3 separate regions of the Sus scrofa genome follow, and all the other regions are linked to region 1. Evidence: chromatin contacts called from public Hi-C and HiChIP or PLAC-seq data. All regions are on one chromosome and are shown on one strand. Each heading gives the region's core, a stretch centred on a gene start, on an enhancer-like site or on the middle of the called end of the contact. The rest is flanking DNA. Distances are from core to core; before and after follow the strand shown.

Region 1 (3,815 bases), core at 962-3,461:
TCCTGAGGCCAGGACCTCAGCTGTCGTGTGTGTGGCCGTGTGCCAGTCCTTGGCGTCCTGTACCACCTGGTACCCAGTTTGTTGGTCATAGGGATGGAGGAATTCAGGAAGGAATAGCTTCTTTGAGGCCCCAGGTGTGTATATGTGGTGTGGGGGCAGGAAGAGCCGGGGTCAAGGACATGTCCCATGTGTTTGGAGAAGAGGCTGGGGTCTCCTGTGTTACCAGTTCCTAAAAACAGGACTCGCTCCTGGCCCTGCCCTTCTGGGCTGACGCCCTCCCCTCTGGACCAGCCAATGGTGGGGCCTGGCCTTGAGCCCCCCACCCCCAGGGAGGGCAGATGGCCAAAAAGCCAAGCTTGGCCCGTCAGCCTGTCGCCTTGCACCGCGACTCTGGCGCCTGTGCTGTGTGACCCCTGCCCCTGGCTGATGATGAAACCTGGCCTGAGCTGAGATGCAGTGATGCCCAGCAGGGCTGGGGGATGCTGCTATGTCTCCCTGTGGATGCGAGGGCGGCCTTCCCCCAGACCCTGCCTCAACCAGCAGCCCCTGCGCAGCTCCAGCCACTCCTAGAATCTAGGCCTGCTGGTCTGGTCACCTTGCTGAGCTCACCACCCTGCGCCCACCCCAAGTGCCCCCAGCTGGTCTCCTCCCTGTGCGAACCCTGTCTGCTTTTCCTGGCCATTGCTCTCTCTGAGGCCGTCTTCGGGAGGGAGGGTCATGCAGCAGGAGGAACCGAGCCTAGAGTGCTTGGGGAGGCGGAGGTGGGGAACAGCGCTACATCCCAGGGGCCTCCTGTTTTTGTGAATCTTTTTTTCCAGGGGGCCTTGACAGCATTTGAGGGCCAGGAGGTATTCATCCTTGGCCACCGTGACAGGCTGATGCTGGGTGGCCCAGAGTGAGTTGGAGGAGGAAATGCCCAAGGGCCCGTCTCTGGAGTCACTGTTTGCCATTCCCCTGAGCCATAGGCATCCTGAGATGGTTCCAGTGGCGGACAGGCATGAGGTGGCCACAGCCAGGCGGCCTGAGCTCTGCTCCCTTTCTGGCCATGCTCGGGCAGCAGGCTCCTGGAAGAAAAGCCCAGCTTGGGGTGTGTGCTGTCGTCTGTGGCCCGAGTGCCCCACCACTGCTGGTTTCCAGGTGCCAGTGCCCGGCCCTGACTGCGGAGTTGGGATGAGCCATGCACGATCTGCTTGCCAAGCCATTATGCCCCAGGCCCAGCAGCCCCCAGCCCCAACCCCATGCCTTCCTGGGTCTCCAGAGAGGCAGGAAAGCCTGGGGAGAAGGCCACAGCCCCAGTCAGGCTGCCTGGGCCGGAATCCCGGCTCTGCCTCCGGCTGGGCGAGCTTGGGCCGTGCCCTGGGCTTGGCCTTTAGTTCCTCCCTGTAAAGTGAGGAAAATGAGGCTCAGGTGAGCACGATGGGTTCCTCTCTCGGGAGCAGCGTCTGGGAGGCCAGGCCCCTGGGGTCAGTGGCTGGGACAGCAGCGAGGGCCCAGAACAGGGAGCAGAGCCCAGGATGGGGCAGGCGGGAGCCGCTCCGAGGCCAGGTCGCCAGGGCTGAGTTAACACAAATGTGAGTCCCTATCTCTGCTGGCTTGTGTGGTGCGGTCCTCAGATGTGAGTTGGCTGTGACTGTCACCACTGTCTTTGGGGGCCGAAAATTCACGGGGACATTTCCCAGATACCAGGGCCGCATCTTAAGGTTCTGACGCTTTTGGAAAAGCCCACACACGCACCGGTGGCTCCTGCGGACACAAACTTCCGCGCCTGCCCATGTCCCCTCCCAGAAGCGAACCCCTGAGGGTTCCGCCAAGGGACAGTCAGCCTCCTTGTGAATGAGCAGGTCCGGGAAGGGCAGGGAGGAGGGCACCTTGCTCCTGCTCATCGACCTGTTCAACCTCCTGGGCGAAAGGGTTTTGGTTTTTGTTTTTGTTTTTTAAATCAACAGGGTGATGTCCCGTCGGGGACAGTGTCTCCCAGGTGGCTGACTCCAGGCGGGTGTCTGTGGCCGCATCGGCCCCACCTCCTGGACACACCTCTGCTGGCCAAGGGTGACATAACCCTGTTCCCTGTCACTCTGTTCCCGCTTATCTCTCCCGCCTTTTGGGCGCCACCACCTTCTTGGAAATGAGTTGGGCCAAAGGGGAGGGGGCTTAGCATCCCCGCCTCCCCCAGGAGGCTCCATAAAAGCAACTGTAACTGGACTCCCGGACACCAGAGCGAGTCCTAGAGCTAACAAGCAGGACAGCTGGACGGACAGACAGCACCATGGCGCTGAGCGTGCAGATCCGGGCCGCCTGCCTCCTGCTCCTCCTCCTCGTCAGCCTGACCGCCGGCTCCGTTCTCCCATCCCAGGTGAGAGTCCGAGGGGCCTGGGTCCAGCAGACGGCCAGAATCACACGGGAGCCCCAAGCCCTGGGGAGGGGACTGCTGCGGGCAGCCAGCGAGAGACCCCAGCATAGGGCAGAGCCCAGGCCAGGGAAGGGGATGGGGTACTGCGTGCAGAGACGGGGGGCCCCAACCGAATCCCACAGGTGTTTTCCGAGTGCCTCCTCTTACGCCCATTCGAGACAGGGGCGATCAAACAGTGAGCAAAGTAGGCGAGAGGAGATATTCGCGGGGCCAGGGAACGAATGAGCTTCAAAGAAGTAAACTCGTGTGTAGGAAAGGCTGCTCCAGGATAACGTAAAAGATGGGGGGGAGGGAGCGTGATGGGTGGGGGGATCCTCCTCCGATGGGATAAAGAGCTGGCTGTTTTGTTTAAAAATGTTTCTTGACCTATGACTGGGAGGGTGAGAAAAGGTAAGATGAGCAAGTCAAGGCCAGGGCGGGGGCGAGCATGGCCCCGCTCCATCCCCGAGGATCAGAGGGCTTGGTGAGGGACGTACTTGGTACTTGGTACTTGGTACCTAGAGGTGAGATCCAAGGGTGGTCATGCCACGTCTTGCCAGCCACCGTGCAAACGCTGATTATCCTCCAAGGGCAGGGGAAGCCCTGTTGGCTTTTGAAACAGAGAAAGCCAAGATCTGACAGCTAACACGTGGGGGAATGGATGGGCAGGGGCGAGATGCGGAGGGGGGCCTGGCATCCAGGCCCTGGAGAGGGCTACGGAAGATTAGCAGCTGCGGAGAGAAAAGGAGACAGATCTGGGATGTTTGGAGGCAGGAGAGCCGCCTGTGGGAAGGTGAGGAAAGGTCCGGGATTCCAGCTGAGCCAGGGGAACAGCAACCCCAGAGAGGAGCTGCTGCTGGAAGCGAGTCCGAGAGCACGGCCGGGGCCCTGCCATCCTCAATACTCCCTTTGCTTCCACAGACAAGACAGCTCACAGACCTCCGGACCCAGGACACAGCAGGAGCCACCGCTGGTTTGACGGTGAGCACACCTGGGACTCCCTCCCGAGCCTCCCCGGCCCGCCCCGCCCAAGCCCTGCTCACGGGCCGTCTTTCCCTTCTCACAGCCCGTGGCCCAGAGGCTAAGAAGAGACACCCACTTCCCCATCTGCATCTTCTGCTGCGGCTGCTGTCGCAAAGCAATCTGTGGGATGTGCTGCAAGACGTAGAGCTGCCCACCCTGCCCCAGCCCCTGCGTCACCCCTTATTTATTCCGGCTGCCTCCAACCCTGAATGGTCTTGGAATAAAATAGCTTTTCTTTTCCAAACTGGAGTCTCTGTTGTCTTTTCTCCCTGCCAGAGGCTGTGCCCGAGCCTCATCCTGGCCCCTGTCTGGTGAAGAGCAATGCTTGGAGCGGGTGTGTGGTTGGTGGGTGCTGGGGGTGGGGGGATGCTGGGCGGGGTGCTGGGAGGGGGGGTTGCAAGGC
Region 2 (3,815 bases), core at 916-3,415, 190 kb after region 1:
CCCTGCCAGCCCCCACCTGGGTCACCACTGTGGGCCTGGGCAAAACAAACACAGGAGCTTGGGAGCAGGAAGGCCTCACCTCGGCCCTCTTCTTCTCCAAGACCACAGTCCATTCCTACACTGCCACCCAGAAGACGGTGGATGGGCCATCGAAGAAGGCCTGGAGAGATGGACGGGGTGCCCACCAGAACATCATCCCTGCCTCCACAGGGGCTGCCAAGGCTGTGGGCAAAATCATCCCAGACCTCAAAGGGTATGAGGGCATGGATCTGCAACCAGGGTGGGGGGTACAACCAGGAAGACTGAACCAGTCCCCAATCCTTGAGGTGTCTACTGAGGGGAAAGCAGAGACAAGGTGGGATGATGAAGTCCCTGGCTTCTGAGCACCACCCCTGATGTGGAATTCTCCAGGAAGCTGACGGGGATGGCGTTCCGAGTGCCAACCCCAGACGTGTCTGTTGTGGATCTCACCTGCCGCCTGGCCCAGCCTACCCAGTACTCGGCCATTAAGGAGGCCATAAAAGAAGCAGCCAAGGGGCCCATGGCCGGCATCCTTGCCTACACTGAGGATGAGGTAGGGGCTGAGGAGTGGGGTCCCTGGGAGGAGCCCCCTGGGGAGGGAGAGTGATTTTCCACTTGCCAAGGAACTGCTTGCAATGTATCAAGACAGGAACTGCAGAGCTGGGAAGGTCAGACTCCCTGCCTTGCGGTCTTTGGGGTCTGCACCTGCTGCCCCTTTGGCCTGGAAAGCTTTTCCCCCAGGTGGCCACGTAGTCTGCCCTCACCTCCTCCAAGTCTCTACTTGAACTTCTCACCTCAGAGAGATGTCTTTTTGGTGGCCCTTTCCTTACCTGAAATGTCATTTCATAATCACTGTTGGCTGTGCTGGCATGTGCACTCCAAGAAAGCGGGGACCTGGGGACTCTTCACTTCTGTAGCTCCAGCTGTCCTCCTAGGGCGTGGCACACAGCAGGTGCTCAATTCATGCTCAGCGAACAAGACAAGAACTCCCACTGTTCAAGGCTGCTCAGGGTAGGCCATGGCCGGATACCTTCCCTGTGAGGAATGGATAGCACCAACCCTTTGCTCCTGGTGCCATCCCTGCTTGATGCTGTCTCCCTGCTTTAGCTCCTGAAGGTCCACCCTCACCAGGACCTCTTAGAAAAATCAGATCACATCACCCTGCTGCTCAAGGCCAAACCCCCAGGGCTCTGTGCTGCAGCTCCTTCCACCCTGCTGAGGGCTGGAGTTGGCCAGATTCTCCTAGTCGTCCAGCGCCTGACTCACCACCTCCCCTCAGGGAGGGCCTCCTGGCTGAACCATTCCAAGTGCAGTGTTGCCAGAAAATGTCTATTGGTGCGGCATCAGGGTGTTTGCCGTCTGTATCCTTCGGCCAGTCCCCCACCTGCAAAGCTCCCGCATGTCTTCCTTGTACCCTATCCCCACGCAGAAGGGCTCCATCGAAGACTGTAGATGAATGAATGGGTAATGTGCCCAGAAGCCTGAGCTCCTGGAGGTCCTAGCTCTGCGCTCCATATATCTTTGAAATTCTGACGCTCAGGTCGTGTCCACGGACTTTGTTAGCGATACCCACTCGTCCATCTTCGATGCTAAGGCTGGCATCGCGCTCAACGACAACTTCGTGAAGCTCATTTCCTGGTAAGGGGGAAGGAAGGGGTCAGGGAACGTGCGGGGAGCCTAGGATGGTGGGGAGGGATCCCCCGACCGCCCTCCTCCCTCCCCAGGTACGACAACGAATATGGCTACAGTCACCGGGTGGTGGACCTCCTTCGCTACATGTTCAGCAGAGACGAGTGAAGCAGGCTGGCCCGCCTCTGCTTCCCCGAGCTCCCGGGTCAGAACTCATTCCTCCTGTCCCCGCCCTCAGTCCCCCGTGGGAAGGAGGGCGCCCCGCGCGAGGGGCCCGCGCTGCTGGGCCAACGGTGAAATAAAAACCCCGAGTCCTCACAAATTGTGCCCCGTGTCTCTGCGCCGGTCACAGCGGGGTCAGGTCCGGGCTCGAGGCTCGCCCGGGCCCGGCGCCTGGACGCGAGCGCGGCTGCCGCGGGACCCGCATCGCGTCGGCTATGGTTCTGGCCGGCTGTCCCTGGCCCCGCGGCTGAGCCCCGTGACGTCAGCGCGCCGCGCCGCGCACTCCCGCTCCCAGAAGGCCGCGCGGGCCGCGGCGGAGGCAGGTGGGCGCCAGGCCCGGGCTCGGGAGCCAGGCAGCCGAGGTAGAGAGGCGGGCTCCGGCGGGCCGGGCGGCCGGCACCATGACGCTGTTCCACTTTGGGAACTGCTTCGCCTTGGCCTACTTCCCCTACTTCATCACCTACAAGTGCAGCGGCCTGTGAGTGCGGGGCGGCCGCGGGGCGGGGGCGGGGCGCGGGCCGGACCGACCTCTCACCGCCTGCTCCCGCAGGTCCGAGTATAATGCCTTCTGGAAGTGCGTGCAGGCCGGGGTCACCTACCTCTTCGTGCAGCTGTGCAAGGTGAGGGCTCCAGCTTGTGCCGCGCCAGGGCTCTCGGGACCCGCGGCTGCGCCCCTGCCTAAACTCCCGGTATGGAGCTGCCCTGGGCACCCGGCCCAGGGCGCTTCCAGAATACCTGCGGGGGCCGGGCTTGGAAAGGCTGACACCTGAGGAGAAGCCCCAGGCAACTTTTGTATAGCACTCTTAGTAAAGTTGGGAACATTCAGTTGTATGGTTAAGAGAGCTTTGGACACTGTTAAGCGATACTAACCCCCAAAGTTCCACTGACACTGCTCCCACGGCCCTGGTGGGTAGCCAGCCCCGGCACCTACAGGCCTGACCCCGATCTCCTGTGATCAAGACAGAACCCAAACTTCCAAGCCCCTACCCTCTGTCTCTCCTGCTCCTGCCTTGTCTCCATCCGCTGGTCCCTCTTTCACTCGGGCCCCCAGAACCCCAATGTACTGCCCCCACATACACGCTAACTTCCCTCAAAACCCACATAGTTGATCTCCCTCACCTTGAGGTGACCTCTATTTTCTGACTTCAGATGCTGTTCCTGGCCACTTTCTTTCCTACCTGGGAAGGCGGCATCTATGACTTCATTGGGGTGAGTGGGGCAGGGGAGGGGGAGGGAGTGCAGGAGTGGGGCCCCCCTGGCACCTGTGCTTACTCAAGCCTCAACCTGACCCACAGGAGTTCATGAAGGCCAGCGTGGATGTGGCAGACCTGATAGGCCTAAACCTTGTCATGTCCCGGAATGCCGGCAAGGGGGAATACAAGATCATGGTTGCTGCCCTGGGCTGGGCCACCGCCGAGCTCATTATGTCCCGGTGTGTGCAGCAGCCTGGAGCCCAGATTCCTGAAAAAGGACACTTGGGTTCCAGGAGGGTGCTGGAGGGCGGGGGCTCAGATTCTGGGTCCTGAGTGTGTCTGGGTACTGGAGAATCCCTCCCTTTGCCTTCCTCAGCTGCATCCCCCTCTGGGTTGGAGCTCGGGGCATTGAGTTTGACTGGAAATACATCCAGATGAGCATTGACTCCAACATCAGTCTGGTATGCAATCCTGCTCTCCCCCCACACGTGCACCTTTTTGCCGGCGGCTGTGTACTCGAGGCCTGGCCCTGACTTCCTGCCTCCCTCCAGGTCCATTACATCGTCGCATCTGCCCAGGTGTGGATGATAACACGCTACGACCTGTACCACACTTTCCGGCCAGCAGTCCTCCTCCTGATGTTCCTTAGCGTCTACAAGGCCTTTGTCATGGAGTGAGCTGGGTGGGGTTGGAGGCGGAGTCCAAATGGGTTGGATTTCTCTCTTCTCCCTCCTTCATTGTGATGTTTCC
Region 3 (3,815 bases), core at 408-2,907, 140 kb before region 1:
TACGCGCCCTCTTCCTGCAGGGAATGGATGCTCAAACTAAAGTCGTGAGGCTGGAATGTGGGATGAACTGGGAAGCTAAGAGGATTCCCTGGATCTGGGGTGGGCACAGGGAGATGGAAGGGTCTGTGAGAATGTGCTGGAAACAGAGACATGCAGGGTGGGGGCTCCATAGAGGCTAGAGAGAGAGTGAAACGGGACCCTTTCTCCGGCTGCAGACAGGAGACAGAGCTGGGAAGGTCAAAGGGCTTTTCACCAGGCTTAGGGAGGATATATGTTTTGTTGTGGTGGTTGTTTTCTTGTTTGGCTGCCCTTCGGCTCATGGAGCTCCCAGGCCAGAGATCAGATCCAAGCCACAGTTTCGGCCTTGGCCGCAGCGGAGGCAACGCGGGATCTTAAACCCACTGCACCCACGACCCACTGGATCGTCCCAGTGCTGCAGAGACGCCACCAGTCCCCGTAGCACCACAGCGGGAACTCCAGGGAGGGTATATGTTTTGTCCTCTGTGAAATGGGCCCTATAACCGATGACCTCTGGGATTCTTGGAGGATTACATGAACGAAAACTGGCAAGACCATCTGGCAGTGCCCAGCACAGGGTGGATCTAAGTGTTAGCTCTTGCTATCAAGACTGGGACAACAAACGCTGTGGCAGCGGGGCGGGGCCAGGGGACGCATAGATACCGGAGCAGGACAGGGACAGCAGAGTGTTCTTCAAGCTGGGCAGGCCGACCTGGGGAGGGAGGAAGTGTTTGCAGCCAGAGGAGTTTATAGGGGCAGGGGCTGGGTGGGGGGCAGTGATGGGTGGGGGGAGGGCAGAAGCGGGACAGTGGGGTTCAGGGGGAGAGTGGGACAGAAGGTGAAGCTGAGGCTGCTCCCAGGCCTGCCCTCCACCTCCCTCCCCTGCCCCCACCGAGTTCTCTCCTCCCCACATCCTGCCCTGAGCAGCCAGAGGAGCCAGCTCAGTGCCCAGCCCTGGCCCAGTCGAGGCCTGCAAATTCTGGGCAGGGCGGGCAGGCTCCGAGCTGTCTGGGGGAGACACTCCCGGAACCAGGCCTCCTGCCACCTGGCTCCCGGCACCCCATTTCCCAAACCATCCTGAGGCCCTGAGAGAGGTCGCAGTTGGGAACAGCCTCCACAGAGCAAGATCTGGTTTAAATTCCACTTCCCAGGAGTTCCCATCATGGCTCAGTGGTTAACGAATCTGACTAGGAACCATGAGTTTGGGGTTGATCCCTGGCCTTGCTCAGTGGGTTAAGGATCTGGTGTCGCCCTGAGCTGTGGTGTAGGTTGCAGATGCGGCTCAGATTCCGCGTTGCTGTGGCCCTGGCCATAGGCTGGCGGCTATAGCTCCGATTAGACCCCTAGCCTGGGAACCTCCATATGCCACAGGTGTGGCCCTAGAAAAGGCAAAAAGACCAAAAAAAAAAAAAAAAAAAAAAATCCTCTTCCTGGCCTGGTGACCTCAAGCACCCACTTTCACTTTCTGGAGCCTCAGTTTCCCCATCTGTAAGGCAGGGATGACAGTGGGCAATGCCTTCCTTGTTTGGTTGCCAGGGCGATTCACTTAAAGTCTCAAGTCCACGGCCAGGGAGTTGCTATTGCTGCTCCTCTCCAGCTGGGCTCCCTCACCCAGCCCACACTGCACTCCTTATCTCTCAGCCCAGGGAGTCTCTAGGCCAGCCTTTCTGCCCCCCGGGGGAGCTGTAGCCGGGATTGGGAACCAGAGACATCCCAGTGGACCCTCCCCCCAGGCCCCTCCAGGCCAGTACTCCAACCGACATGCACGAGGTGGCCCTGAGCGTGCTCATCCTCCTGGCAGGTGAGTGCCCGTTCCTGGGCTGATTTCCCCTGATCCCCTTGGCCAAGTGATGACCATGCTTGTGTGTGGCTCAGTCACGCTTTCCTTTCTGCTGCCCCCGTGGGCTGGTGGGTCTCTGTCAGCATCTCCTCAAGGATAGGAAGTGTCACCCTGGTGATTTCAAGGGACTCCGAAAGGAGGACCTCTGGGAGTCCCCATTGTGGCTCAGTGGTAGTGAGCCTGACTAGTATTCATGAGGACACGGATTCGATCCCTGGCCTCGCTCACTGGGTTAAGGATCTGGTGTTGCCAAGAGCTCTGGTGTAGGTCGCAGACGCGGCTTAGATCCTGATTGCTGTGGTTGTGGTGTAGGCTGACAGCTATAGCTCTGATTGGACCCCTAGACTGGGAACCTCCATATGCTGCAAGTTCCACCCTAAAAAGACCAAAAAAAAAAAAAAAGAAAGAAAAAAAGGAGGACCTCTTACAATAGAGGCACACACAGCTAGAAAGTCATGGTCTTGATGTCCCCTTGATGACGTCAAGGAAAAGGCTCAGGTCTGTGCTACCGGGTCTTTAACATTTTATTATGAGGAGTTCCTCTTGTGGCTCACTGGGTTAAGAGCCCAGCTAGTATCCCTGAGGATGTGGGTCTGATCCCTGGCCTCCCTCAGTGGGTTAAGGATCCAGTGTTGCCGTGAGCTGCAATGTAGGTCGCAGATTCGGCTCAGATCTGGCATGGATGTGGCTGTGGCTGTGGCTGTGGCTGTGGCTGTGGCTGTGGCTGTGGCTGGCTGGCTGGCAACTGCACCTCCAGTCCACCCCCACCCTGGGATCTTCCATATGTCGTACCTTTGGCCCCAAAATTTAAAAAATAAAGAAACAATGAAAAGAAAAAGAATAGTGCCTGGGACAGAGTAAGCACCATGTGTTTGTGCTTTAAATATAATTTTTAAAAATATGAATCTCCTTTTAACAAAGAAAGAATAGGGCTTAGACCCAGAGCAAAGGCAGCCACTGCTTCTTGCCAGAATGCAATGCTAGTTGTCTGCTTTTCACTGTGTTTGTTACATCAGGCGAAGCTGGTGTTGCATTCAGGGTAGTGATAGAAAGTGGCATTTTTAAAGAAAGCATGTTAAGTTTATAATTAGTGAGTCCTTGAAGGGGAATGGTGAGCAAACACCCGACGGGTGGGACGTGGATGTGGCAGAACCAGAAGATGAGGGCTGAGCTCGCCTGGGAGCTGAAGCCATCTGTCACCTTGACGAGACCCTCGCTCTGTGTCTAGAAGTCCTAGACCAAAGGGCGGCCGTAAAGCCACCCAGGTTAAGAGCGTGTTTCAGGTGTGGGGCTGAGTGAGGGAACCTGCATTTGCAAAGGCTGCAAAGGTGGACGTGCAGAGGCAGCTCATTTGGGGCTAGACCCCTGTGCCCTCAGGAGGAGGTGGGAAAGGCCCCTCAGGGGACCCTCTGCTGAGGCCCCCGGGGCTCTGCAGCCCCACCCTCAGCTCTTGCCTTCCTCCCCCCGCCCCCCAGGCCTCTCTGCTTTGGATGCCAACGACCCAGAAGGTGAGTCCGACTGACTCCCCCCCCAGTCCCACCCCCAAATTCTCCCCCAGGATTCCTGCATCCTGGCTCTTGTCCCGGAATCCATGTTCTTTTTTTTTTTTTTCTCATTCCTTGCAGATAAGAACAGTCCTTTCTACTATGGTGAGAGCCTGTGCCCCGCCCTTTTCACTCCCGCCCCTTGCACTCCCGCCCCATCCCTCATCCCTATTTTGGGCCAAGGGTCCTCCCCAGGGTTTCGTGAGGGCCTGAGGGGGGTGACCCTGGGCGAGGACTGGGGTGCAGAACAGTGAACACAGTGGATTAAGAGGAGGAGACACACCAGCGGGATCCTTGGGAAGAGTCTCCTGCTGCAAGATAGTTGGATGCGCATAGGAAGGAAGCCATGGCTGGAGTGCGGATCCACTGCTGGGCGAGGGGGTGACTTGAGGAAGGGGGCTGGAGGAGGGGAG

Evidence for each region. Hi-C and Micro-C count contacts between places; a contact is called where the count stands out from the background. HiChIP or PLAC-seq counts read pairs in DNA pulled down with a chosen protein or histone mark.
Region 2: a contact with region 1 is called in an H3K27ac HiChIP or PLAC-seq map of alveolar macrophages. The contact joins the promoter of TMEM147 here to the promoter of HAMP in region 1. A contact is called at or near these places in 3 of 5 promoter capture datasets (fetal liver, fetal skeletal muscle and liver) and 1 of 2 datasets of contacts at active chromatin or transcription factors (alveolar macrophages).
Region 3: a contact with region 1 is called in a Hi-C map of epiblast stem cells, with 1.8 times the contacts expected there. The contact joins the promoter of FXYD3 here to the promoter of HAMP in region 1. A contact is called at or near these places in 1 of 5 promoter capture datasets (liver), 1 of 47 Hi-C or Micro-C datasets (epiblast stem cells) and 2 of 2 datasets of contacts at active chromatin or transcription factors (alveolar macrophages and skeletal muscle).

What each region holds. Positions count from the first base shown.
Region 1 is chr6:44,783,652-44,787,466 of Sscrofa11.1, forward strand. HAMP (hepcidin antimicrobial peptide) reads left to right here and starts at 2,212. Exons shown (of 3, transcript NM_214117.1): 1 at 2,212-2,353; 2 at 3,311-3,370; 3 at 3,456-3,652. The coding sequence starts at 2,267. The coding sequence ends at 3,557.
Region 2 is chr6:44,977,030-44,980,844 of Sscrofa11.1, forward strand. It overlaps TMEM147 (transmembrane protein 147), which reads left to right and starts at 2,166. Exons shown (of 7, transcript XM_021097223.1): 1 at 2,166-2,350; 2 at 2,423-2,492; 3 at 3,022-3,081; 4 at 3,168-3,304; 5 at 3,442-3,526; 6 at 3,617-3,738. The coding sequence starts at 2,274. It overlaps GAPDHS (glyceraldehyde-3-phosphate dehydrogenase, testis-specific), which reads left to right. Exons shown (of 12, transcript XM_021097231.1): 9 at 102-253; 10 at 412-574; 11 at 1,562-1,659; 12 at 1,746-1,963. The coding sequence ends at 1,818. LOC110261280 (a long non-coding RNA gene) reads right to left here and starts at 2,125. Exons shown (of 2, transcript XR_002345323.1): 1 at 1,970-2,125; 2 at 1-1,656.
Region 3 is chr6:44,649,130-44,652,944 of Sscrofa11.1, forward strand. It overlaps FXYD3 (FXYD domain containing ion transport regulator 3), which reads left to right and starts at 1,658. Exons shown (of 7, transcript NM_214208.2): 1 at 1,658-1,819; 2 at 3,334-3,366; 3 at 3,484-3,507. The coding sequence starts at 1,780.